Regions from separate parts of the Mus musculus genome. Here regions 1 and 2 are each linked to region 3. The links are chromatin contacts, called in public HiChIP or PLAC-seq and capture Hi-C maps. All regions are on one chromosome and are shown on one strand. Each heading gives the region's core, a stretch centred on a gene start, on an enhancer-like site or on the middle of the called end of the contact. The rest is flanking DNA. Distances are from core to core; before and after follow the strand shown.

The links. HiChIP or PLAC-seq counts read pairs in DNA pulled down with a chosen protein or histone mark. Capture Hi-C pulls out chosen DNA fragments and counts their contacts.
Region 1: a capture Hi-C map of embryonic stem cells shows a contact between it and region 3, with 4 times the contacts expected there. The contact joins the promoter of Mrgprg here to the promoter of Kcnq1 in region 3. A contact is called at or near these places in 15 of 39 promoter capture datasets (the 3T3-L1 cell line, the C10 cell line, the HPC-7 cell line and 8 more), 1 of 15 datasets of contacts at CTCF or cohesin (large pre-B cells), 4 of 484 Hi-C or Micro-C datasets (the N1E-115 cell line, the P5424 cell line, cardiomyocytes and 1 more) and 4 of 9 other capture datasets (adipose tissue, embryonic stem cells, embryonic tail and 1 more).
Region 2: an HNF4G HiChIP or PLAC-seq map of pancreatic cancer cells shows a contact between it and region 3. The contact joins the promoter of Tnfrsf22 here to the promoter of Kcnq1 in region 3. A contact is called at or near these places in 1 of 39 promoter capture datasets (hippocampal neurons) and 1 of 115 datasets of contacts at active chromatin or transcription factors (pancreatic cancer cells).

What each region holds. Positions count from the first base shown.
Region 1 is chr7:143,765,416-143,768,275 of GRCm38.p6, reverse strand. Mrgprg (MAS-related GPR, member G) reads left to right here and starts at 1,283. Exons shown (of 2, transcript NM_203492.2): 1 at 1,283-1,405.
Region 2 is chr7:143,648,135-143,651,463 of GRCm38.p6, reverse strand. It overlaps Tnfrsf22 (tumor necrosis factor receptor superfamily, member 22), which reads left to right and starts at 1,800. Exons shown (of 6, transcript NM_001311145.1): 1 at 1,800-1,937. The coding sequence starts at 1,833.
Region 3 is chr7:143,105,885-143,109,020 of GRCm38.p6, reverse strand. Kcnq1 (potassium voltage-gated channel, subfamily Q, member 1) reads right to left here and starts at 1,767. Exons shown (of 16, transcript NM_008434.2): 1 at 1,280-1,767. The coding sequence starts at 1,662.

The sequences.
Region 1 (2,860 bases), core at 34-2,533, 660 kb before region 3:
AAAGCCCTGAAGAAGAACAACAACAAAGGCCTACCAGAACAATGAAAAGTTGGGGAGATTTGGGGCTGCACAGTGCTTGTGTGTGTTGTAAGGGTGCATCCCACAGAGGACAGAGTATGGATCTGGCTTGACATGATGGCAGCCATCTTGAGCCACAGCTGTCTGAGTCACCATAAGATGGGTTTTCCTGCATATTTACTTAGCTAACCATAACACAGAGCCTTGAAAGCACATGCGTACTGGATGACTTGGAGGGTGCGCCTGGCTTTTGATGGAATCTGAAGATAAACCAGAGACCTTCAGGCATGAGAGCATGCTTTGGTCTTTATCCACCCAACGTCTGGGTGCCCAGCTCCCCAGGACCTTCCTCTGCCAGTGAGTCTCCAGAATATCTCACTGTGCAGTCCTAGCTCTATTGGACTCTCCCTATTCCCTTCCAACTGCTGTGTGAGTTTATGTGCACATGTGTGTAGGTGCATGCACATCTGTGCAGGTGTATGTGCTGCCTAAAGATCAGCACTGAGTGTGTGTCTTCTTAATTACCCTACACATTAAAAAACATTTTAAAGTCCATGCTGTTGTTGTTTTGAGACAACATCTCACAATACCATCCTGGTTGACCTGGAAACTCTGTGCAGACTTGCAGAAATCTGTCTGCCTCTGCCTCCCAAGTGCTGGGATTAAAGGTGTGGGCCACAACCTCTGGCTTAAATATGTTTTTAAGTTTATCTGTGTGTGTGCACAAATGTGCCACCACATGTGTCCAGATCAGAGGGAAACTTTTAGGAATCAATTTTCTTCTTTTATGGGGATCCCTGGAATTGAACTTAGGTTGTCAGGCTTGGGTGTGGCAAGAACCTTTACCCACTGAGCCCTCTCACTGGCCCAATACCTTATTTTTTAAAGATAAGACTTTGCAGCAAATGTAGTGATTGGCATAGCCAGCTGAATATCAAGTCCCATGAGTCCTCTGGTCTCCATCTCTCAGTACTGGGGTCACAAGCATGCACCATGATGCCCAACTTTTATTAAAGGTGCAGGGGATCCAAACTCAAATTCTCATACCTGCATAGCGAGAACTTTACTGACTGATCCATCTTTACAGATGTCATCTCTTCCTTTGGTCCCGAGCACCTAAGGCCAGGGACCATTCCAGAATGGGCGGCGTGCAAGGCTCTCTGTTTTCATCTCCCAGATGAAAAGGAGGAGCCTCCCACACTGACAGCTCTGTTTGAGCTCATTCCTTTGATTTCCGTGAAAAGGTGACACACCCACCCCACTTCTAGGGAACTGGCAGGAGCCAGCCTCAGAGGACAGAAGGGGATTTAGGGGCCAGGAGGAGATCAAGACAACAAGTGTGGGCTGAGCGAGCTGGAGACAGCCACTGTCAGCAGGCGGTCATCAGGTGAGAAGGTTAATATGCCCCTCTACCTGCTTCCCTAAGCAAGAAGCACCCCTTCTCTTACCCTCTACATCACTTGCCTGCCTGGCTCTCAGGGGGGTGCTGGTGGCTCTGAGGATGTCCTCTAAAAGGGACCTTATGGGGAAGGCAGTTAAGGGAGCCTTGGAAGCTGAGGCTCAGGCTTGAAACTCATTGCTCCAGGTCCATTGGAGAACAAGGATGAGGAAGATGCCCCACCCCACCTACCGCATCCCCTTTCAGATCTAGCCTTGGCTCCACCAGCCAGAATCCACACAGGAGTAGATGTCTGGATTTACACCCTTGGGGGCTCACAGAGGGGAAGAGTCTTGCCTCTGTCACCACTCTGATGCGTGAAGGTTCAGTCCTTAATTTCAAGGTCCTGAGGACCTGTACTCTGACCTTGACAGCTGAACTGGTAGGTTGAATCACCATCTCCCACAGGTGCTAGGAAGGATGCTTGGTGATGAGATGGTGGGTGATACTCATCAGGACACTGCAGAAGGTTTGGCCCTGTGAGAGGAAGCAGGGTCTGATGGAGGCTGGGTCTCAGTGAGTACAGAGATAGCTAGGGTTCTGGGTAGGGGACACAGCCCAGACCAGGAATGAGGGTCATACGTAAAGTACACAATATACATCTCTTTCCATCTTTGACTATGTTTTCCCATGTCTGTCCCTTCCTCTTTATCTCTACCTCTATTCTCTATTTCTCTCTGTGTCTGTCTGTCCATCTCTCTTCTCCACTCCATTACCCCCCAGCCCTGGTCTATCTTTTCCTATTGCTGTTCCTCCCTGGCAGTCCCTGTCCCCAGAGCCTGGGTCCTCATACCCTGGATCTTGGACAAGGTCCATCATGGGCTCTGTGGAAAAAGGTACTGCTCTGAAACACTCGCCTCCATGAGGGTACCAGAAACTCTCCTGCTTGCTCCCTAAGAAGATTTGGGGCCCTGAGACCCATCATCAAAGTCCCAGACTCTGACATGAAGCTTCAGAGTTAGCCACAGTTCCTCAGGACCCTGGGCTTTAATGTCGCGCTCTAAAAGGACAGTGTGGGGAAAGTCCCCTGAAGCCTCACCTAGCACAGAATGGAGTGTCCTGGGTCAGAGCAGGCACTATCAGAGACCCTGGGGTGGGTGTGATCAGAGCCTTAGAGAAAGCATTCTCACATTGGTACTACAGTTAAAAAGAAAGGGGAGTCTCTCCACCTGTGGCCCCTTTGTCTGAATGTGGTGGGCCTCTGCATGGGGACACCTCATTCAGGATGGGTTGTCTAACCAGGATGAGGGCAGAGAGAGCTGCTTCCAAGCAAAGCAGCTGTGAGGGGGTAACCTGGTATCACATGCAGCCAGGAAGGGGCTTGAGACAACTCGGACTCTGGAAGCTGCAGGCTCTTGCTTTCCACACTCGGGGCACAGCAGCTTCGTAGTGAACACTGTCACC
Region 2 (3,329 bases), core at 551-3,050, 540 kb before region 3:
ACTTCTTGCCCACCTGAGTACCGGGACCCTGATTTTTCCCCTAGGTTGAGGGACCAACTGAGTCCAGCCTCTGGCACCTCCATCCCACCTTAAAGAGCAAGGGTAGAAATGGCTGAAGAGATGATACAGCCATTAAGAGGATGCTATGATCTTACAGAGAACACCAGTTTGATCTCCAGATTCATATCAAGCAGATTACAGCCATGTGTATCTCAAGCTATTGGAGATATGTCACCTCGAGCCTCTGGAGGCACCTGTGCGCACGGACGCTCGCGCGGGCGCGCGCGCACACACACACACACACACACACACACACGCACACACACATGCACACACACACATTTTAAAATAAATGTTTTAAAGGAGCAAAGGGCAGAGGGCAGAGAAGGACCTGGAGCACAAATATCTAGCCCAGGGTAGACAGGCCTCTTCTTTTCACCTCCCCTCCACCTACAGTGTGGGACAAGGCAGATCTGTAAACTGTATGCAGAAAAGGAAAGCCACTAGCCTCCCCCTGCTCCCGAGCTACTCAGAGACTGGTGGGACAACAGCATCCACAAGTGCACACTCCTCTCCTCTTCCCTTCCTCTACTTTCCCTCTGCTTCCCAAGGGTGGGGGACAGTTCAGCGTGTTGAACTAACCAAACTTTCTAAACACTTGTTTGTGTTTTGATTTGGTTTACTCCTGAGCAGACACCAGCCTGAGGGAAGACAAGAAATAGAAGAGGATCAGGCTGGCCAAGGAATTGGCCGCCCCCACTCCCCAGCCTAGGTGAGGGCAGATGGGCACAGGCTCCACTCCCTGGCCCTAGGGAGAGAGGCAAGAGATGATTTAAAGAGTACCAGGTGCCTGAAGTCACGCTCCTCTTCTTTGGGGCAGCCATTGAAATCCAGGACTCTGAGTCCTCCCTCATTTTAAAGAGGAAGTGGCATTTGGAAGGGAGATGGATGGGGCTGGTAGTGGGCCACTTTTTCGAATACCTGGAGGGGCCGGGTGGAACAGATGAACCAACCCAAGTTCCCTAGAGAAATAAGCGTTCTACTTCCTGTGTTAGGCTAGTAGACTTGGCTTAAATGTCCTGTGTCCCATGAGCTTGGATTGGCACACACAGTGGAGCTAAACACAGTGAAAGGAAGAAGAGGTGAGGGACTCACAGTCCAGGGATGTTCATACAGCCCTCCTCCCCCGACACACACCCCCCAACCCCAGAACTGGAAGAGTGCCTACCAGTCCTGGATATTTTGAGGTCCTCAGAGTCAGCGAGTCCCACACAGCCCCTCAGACCCTGACAGTGAAGCCTTCAGCTGCTGCTCCAGACCATTGACCAGTGAACACTCACAGGAACGCTACAGGGATAGAGTTACTTCAAACTTCTCCGTGTTGAGCTAAGACAGTGTGTGTTGTAGCTTATCTTCCTCTTTTTGTTTGTTGCTTTTGAGAAGGTTTACAGTCTGCTGCAGTCTGACTTTTATAACGATTCCAACAATAGTTCATGCCTCTCCCTCCACTCAGGTCCAGGAAAATTTTTAATTAACTTATAATAAAGAGCAGTATACCGTAATGAAAAACAAACGAAGGCAGAGAATTCGACTTTAACTTGCTGTTTATAACAAATATGATTCTGTTAATAACGTCATAGGCATTTAAAATTACGTTATTTATAGAAAACTAGATATTACTGAGCACTGATTGTGGTGGGAAGGCAAGAGTGGTGGCGCTGGACCCGCCCACGAGATAAGGCAACCATACAGGAACCAATCCGCTGAGGAGAGGCGTGGCCACCACAGCAGCTCCTCCCAGCTGAGCAGCAGCGGCGTGCTTGCACTCGGCCATGTTTGGCTTCTTCTGCAGCTTGGTGTCCAGTCTGAGTCGCTGGTTCCTTTGGCGGCGGCTGCTGCTGCTGCTGCTGCTGCTGCTGCTGAATCTGCCCTTGCAGGTGAGTAGATATGGCCCTGCGGAGCTGAGACTCGCTCTGGGCACCGGATCCCCGGACTGCAGAGGAAAGCTACTGCCGGCGGTGAACTGATGGCGGGCTGTGCCATCAGCCTGGGCATCGCCAACCAACACTTCAGAACTTCGTCTGCTCTTAAGTGGTCCAGAGTTGGGGGATTGAGGAGGTGAAGCAGAGGCAGGGGAATGGCCAAGCGGGTAGCCAGAGAAAGTGTGTCCGGTTGGTCCCTGAGCTCCGGGACAAGGTGGACACGCCTCTCCTCCCTTTCTCATCAGAAAGCGGTCCATCGGAAGGCGACTCCGGAAAGTGCCATTGCGGACTGCAGTGGCCCGCGCGACTGTGCGCCTTGGGTGGGTCCGGCCCGGCTGGTCTTGGGGTGTAGTACTAACTACTACAAAAGGATCTGTGTGGAAGGCCTGGCTATGCCTTTCCTGGGCCTTTCGGGTCTCTGCTAAGTTCGTCCCGAGATCGCTTCTTGTCTCTTTAATCATAAACTGCAGTTAAACCTAAGTTAGTGGGCAGCCTGATCTACATAAGGAGTCTCAAAACCAACCAAACAACCAAACAAAAAACCTAGACGATCCTGTAAATGACATTTTAGTTACAGCCAACTTAATTTTATGTCAATTTTCTCTCATAAGAGTCTTCATCCCAAAAATAGGCAGAAAAAGGTTTATGTTTTATAACCTGTAAGGATATCCATTTTGTAACACATTCAGATCTTTAGTTATAACAACAACAACAACAACAAAATAACCCTTAGATTGTTCTAAGATAGTATCTGAGCAGTCAGAGACCACTTACATGTAATCAGCATTTCTTTAAACCACCTAGGAGCTGGTTAATAGTAATTCTTTGCTAGCTGCTGGTGAGCAGCTTTCACAGAAATGGACCCAGAGGGCATCCAGCTTCCCTGGGAATCTCCTGGGCAAGGGGCCAGAGGATATGCAACTCAGAGGTGACTTCAAAGTTCCCAGCACTTTGAGGGACTTCGAACATATTTCACAGGCAGGTTTCACATGGGATGGCCCTTGACCCTGAAATCTCTTCCCATCCCTATTAGGGCTCTGGGGCTCCATGCCTGCCCAGGCACCGCCTGAAAAGTGGTGCATTTTGTCCTCCAGAAATCCCCAGAAACAATCTAGACAATATTAGGTTGTTTTTGTTGTTGATGTTTTAAGGTTGTTGTAAAGAAAAAATGGTGATCATCTCAAATAATGCCACAAAATGAAGGTACTCCAAAGAAAGACTGAGGATGAGCTGGGCCGGGTAGTGCACGCCCTTAATTCTAGCAATTGAGAGACGAGGTAGACATGTTTGTGAATTTGGGTTTAGTCTGATCTTTATAGTGAGTTCTAGAACAGCCAGACTGTGTAT
Region 3 (3,136 bases), core at 518-3,017:
CTGCACAAAAAGGTAACAGAGTAGCGGCTTCTCCAGCACCTTTCATCTCAGGGATCTTAGGATCCAGCAGGCAAGTTATAGAAAGCAGCAAGCCATGTTTGCTAGACATTCCTACAGTGGTTAAGGTTAAGGCCCTTTGGGGTCTTTATGCCCTGAGAAAAGCCCACTCCTGCTGCAAACACATGCAGTGCCTCCATCCTCGAAAGACCAGCAATGAAGCCTCAGGGGTCCTGGCACTTTGGGAGGTAAGGCAGGGGGTTGGGTGGCCTTAAGGACATACCAAGAATGCCAGTGGGGACAGGGTGTCCAGAGACTTGCCCTGGATACCCTGGGCAATCGTCTCCCTTTGCAAGGCAAACAGCCATCCGAATTCACTTTTGTGAGCCTGGTTCTTGCTGTGCCTCAGAGGCATAAACAGACCTCTGGACAACCAGTGGAGGTCCTCCCCTGCCCAGGTGGCAAGACTAGCCACAAGGAGGTCACCTAGTGGAACATCTAAAGCAATTAGCTGCGGGGTCGGTTGAGTAGAATCCTGAGCCAGAGGCTGGCAGGGCACCAAGAAACTAGGCAGCCAGGAAGTGCTGCCTCGAGGTGGCCAGGGGAGGCAGCAAGGAGGGCAGCCAGCCCATTCCTGGAGATGACTTTCTGTGACCCTGCCCTTGAAAAATGAAGTGCCCTGCCCCTCTCAGGCAGCCTGTGAGAATAAGAGCCACCTGGTAGCAGTGAGGGCCAGGTGCAGCTCAGCTCCCTCTCCTGTTCCCTAAAGCAGGTGCTGTTCTCGGACAATGTCTACTGGGCTCGCTCAGGGCATCAAGCCTGCTTTCATCAGCCTGGGTTATTGAAGCTGTGGGCACTCCCTGTGGACATCTTGGGCAACACCAGTGCACCTGCTAATCTATCCTGTTGCTCTGAGTGCCTAAGACACAGACACCAGCCAAGGCCTGGATGGGCTTGCACACAGACACCAGTCACTCCTGGAGGCTCCTGAGTCTCTCTTGTCACAACTGACCCACACCAAAAGGTCGGCTTCCAGCTTGCTTACTCCTCCTGTAGAGACTAACATCTAAGCGCTGTCCCTCTATCCCAAGTGAATGCCCTGGGGGATCTCCTAGGTTGGTGTACTGCAAGTGTCCCCCTCCACAAGCCACAGCAGAGTCCCTGAGTTTAAGGGACCGACTCTCAGTCTGGTTTCTGCTTTCTGTGATTAGCCCTTCCTTGCCTCCCCTAGGGTCATAGTGGCACCAGCCCTAAGAGTCGTGCGTGCAGGGAGGTTACTCACACGGTGAAGTGGTACACGAAACACTTCCAACCCGTGGGGCGCTCGAGGAAGTTGTAGACTCGGCCCTGGATGTGGGTGCGCGCCAGCAGCGGGCGGCGCGCACTGTAGATGGAGACCCGCGGGTCAAGGCTCACCCGCGGACGTGGGCCGAGGTCTGCAGGGGCCGGGGCGGGCGACACTGGGGTCGACATGGGGGGCGCGAGCCCGGGGGCTCCGGTTGGCGCGATGGGCGCATAGACCGTGCTGCCCTCAGGGCCACCTTCGGCCAGCTCCAGTGAGAAGGGACACTTCTTGACCACCGCGCTGCCCCGCCGGGCGCCTAGCAGGCGGCTCCAACCCGCGCGCTTCCTTTCAGCACTGGGCGGGGACGAGGCCGTGTCCATGGCCAGACAGGACCCCTGACCCCGCTGCTCCTCGGAGCTGAGGTGAAGGCAGCGCAGAGCGCAGGGCGCAGCGCGGGTAGCCACTGCTGCCAGCCCAGCCACGGGGGGCCGCTGTCTGCTCCGCCTGGGGGCGGGGGCGGGGTTGGTCCCCGGGGATGGCATGTCCCGCCCCCAGGACGCCCCGCCCCTGGGCGCCACCGCGCGCCTACCTGCGGCCTTGCTCAGCCAGCGGGTTACCTGCTCCGCCAAGCCAAGTCAGGCTATCTCCGCGTTCCGGGCTGGGCGCACCTGCTGGGCGCACGTGCTTCCCCGCACCCCGAGGACCGCCCGCCTGCTTGGCTCTAGGGTCCTCCAACCTGGGACCAGCAGATACCACCACCACGAATCACAAGCACCCTTTTTCTCGCTATCTGAACCTACCCTAGAGAGGGAGCGGGAGGCAGAAAAGGGCATCCCAGGCCACGCATGGACACTTTCCGGCACAGAATGAGGAAGTGTTAGCCCAGCGGACACTGAGCACCCTTGGGTGTCCAGAAGCCTCTGTTGGCGGCGGAGAATGCGAAAATCTCTTCCCAGTAGTTAATCGCAGCCCATAAGACAGCGGGATGGAGGAGATGGGAACAGACCAAGAGTGGTGCTCACTAAGAGTGGGGTCAAAGGCAAGTGCTAGATTGCGGGTTTTACAGGTAGACACCGCCCGCGGGGCTGCCTGAGCGTTTACATGTTTACACTCCCTTTAAGTTTGTACCTCTCCAGAGTGACACAGAAGGAGCTTTATGTCCCGTGGTGGTGTGAGGATAGTCAGAAGGTTTGTGCAGCTGGCTCTTGCTACACTGGCCTTTGTGTGGGATGGAAGGGCACCTGCATCCCAGGACAATTCCAAAATCCCATTCTCCTGTGATCCGCCACACCCACCTCTCACACCACTCACAAGAATAACTTTCAGATACCGTCCTGTTAGCTTCAGTTGTCAACTTGACACAGCCTAGGGTCATCTGAGAAGGGAATCAGTAGGAGGACTGCCTAAATTGGATTAGACTGTGGGTGTGTCTGAGGAAGATTGTCTTGATTGTCTTAGTTGATGTGGGAAGACACAGCCCACTGTGGGCCGTGTCTGTTTCCTGGGCAGGTGGGCCTAAGCTATATAAGAAAGGTAGCTGGGCATGAGCCTGAGAACAAACAAACAAGCAAGCAGCGCTCCTCTGGGTTTTCTGCTCAACTTCCTTGGTTGTGAATGAGTTCTTTGATGGGAGTTGGTGCTATGTAGAATATTGAGCAGGCCTGCCTCCAGGTTCCTGGTTGAGGTCCTTCTCTGGCCCCCCTTTGAAGATGGGCTGTAATTGGTAAGCTGAAATAAACCCTTTCCTCACCCAAGCTGCTCTTGGTCCTGGTGTTTATCGCAGTGATGGAAGGATACGAGAACAGGTGGATCAAAGGCTTTGGTGAAAGCTGTGCAGAAAGAACAAAGGTGAGG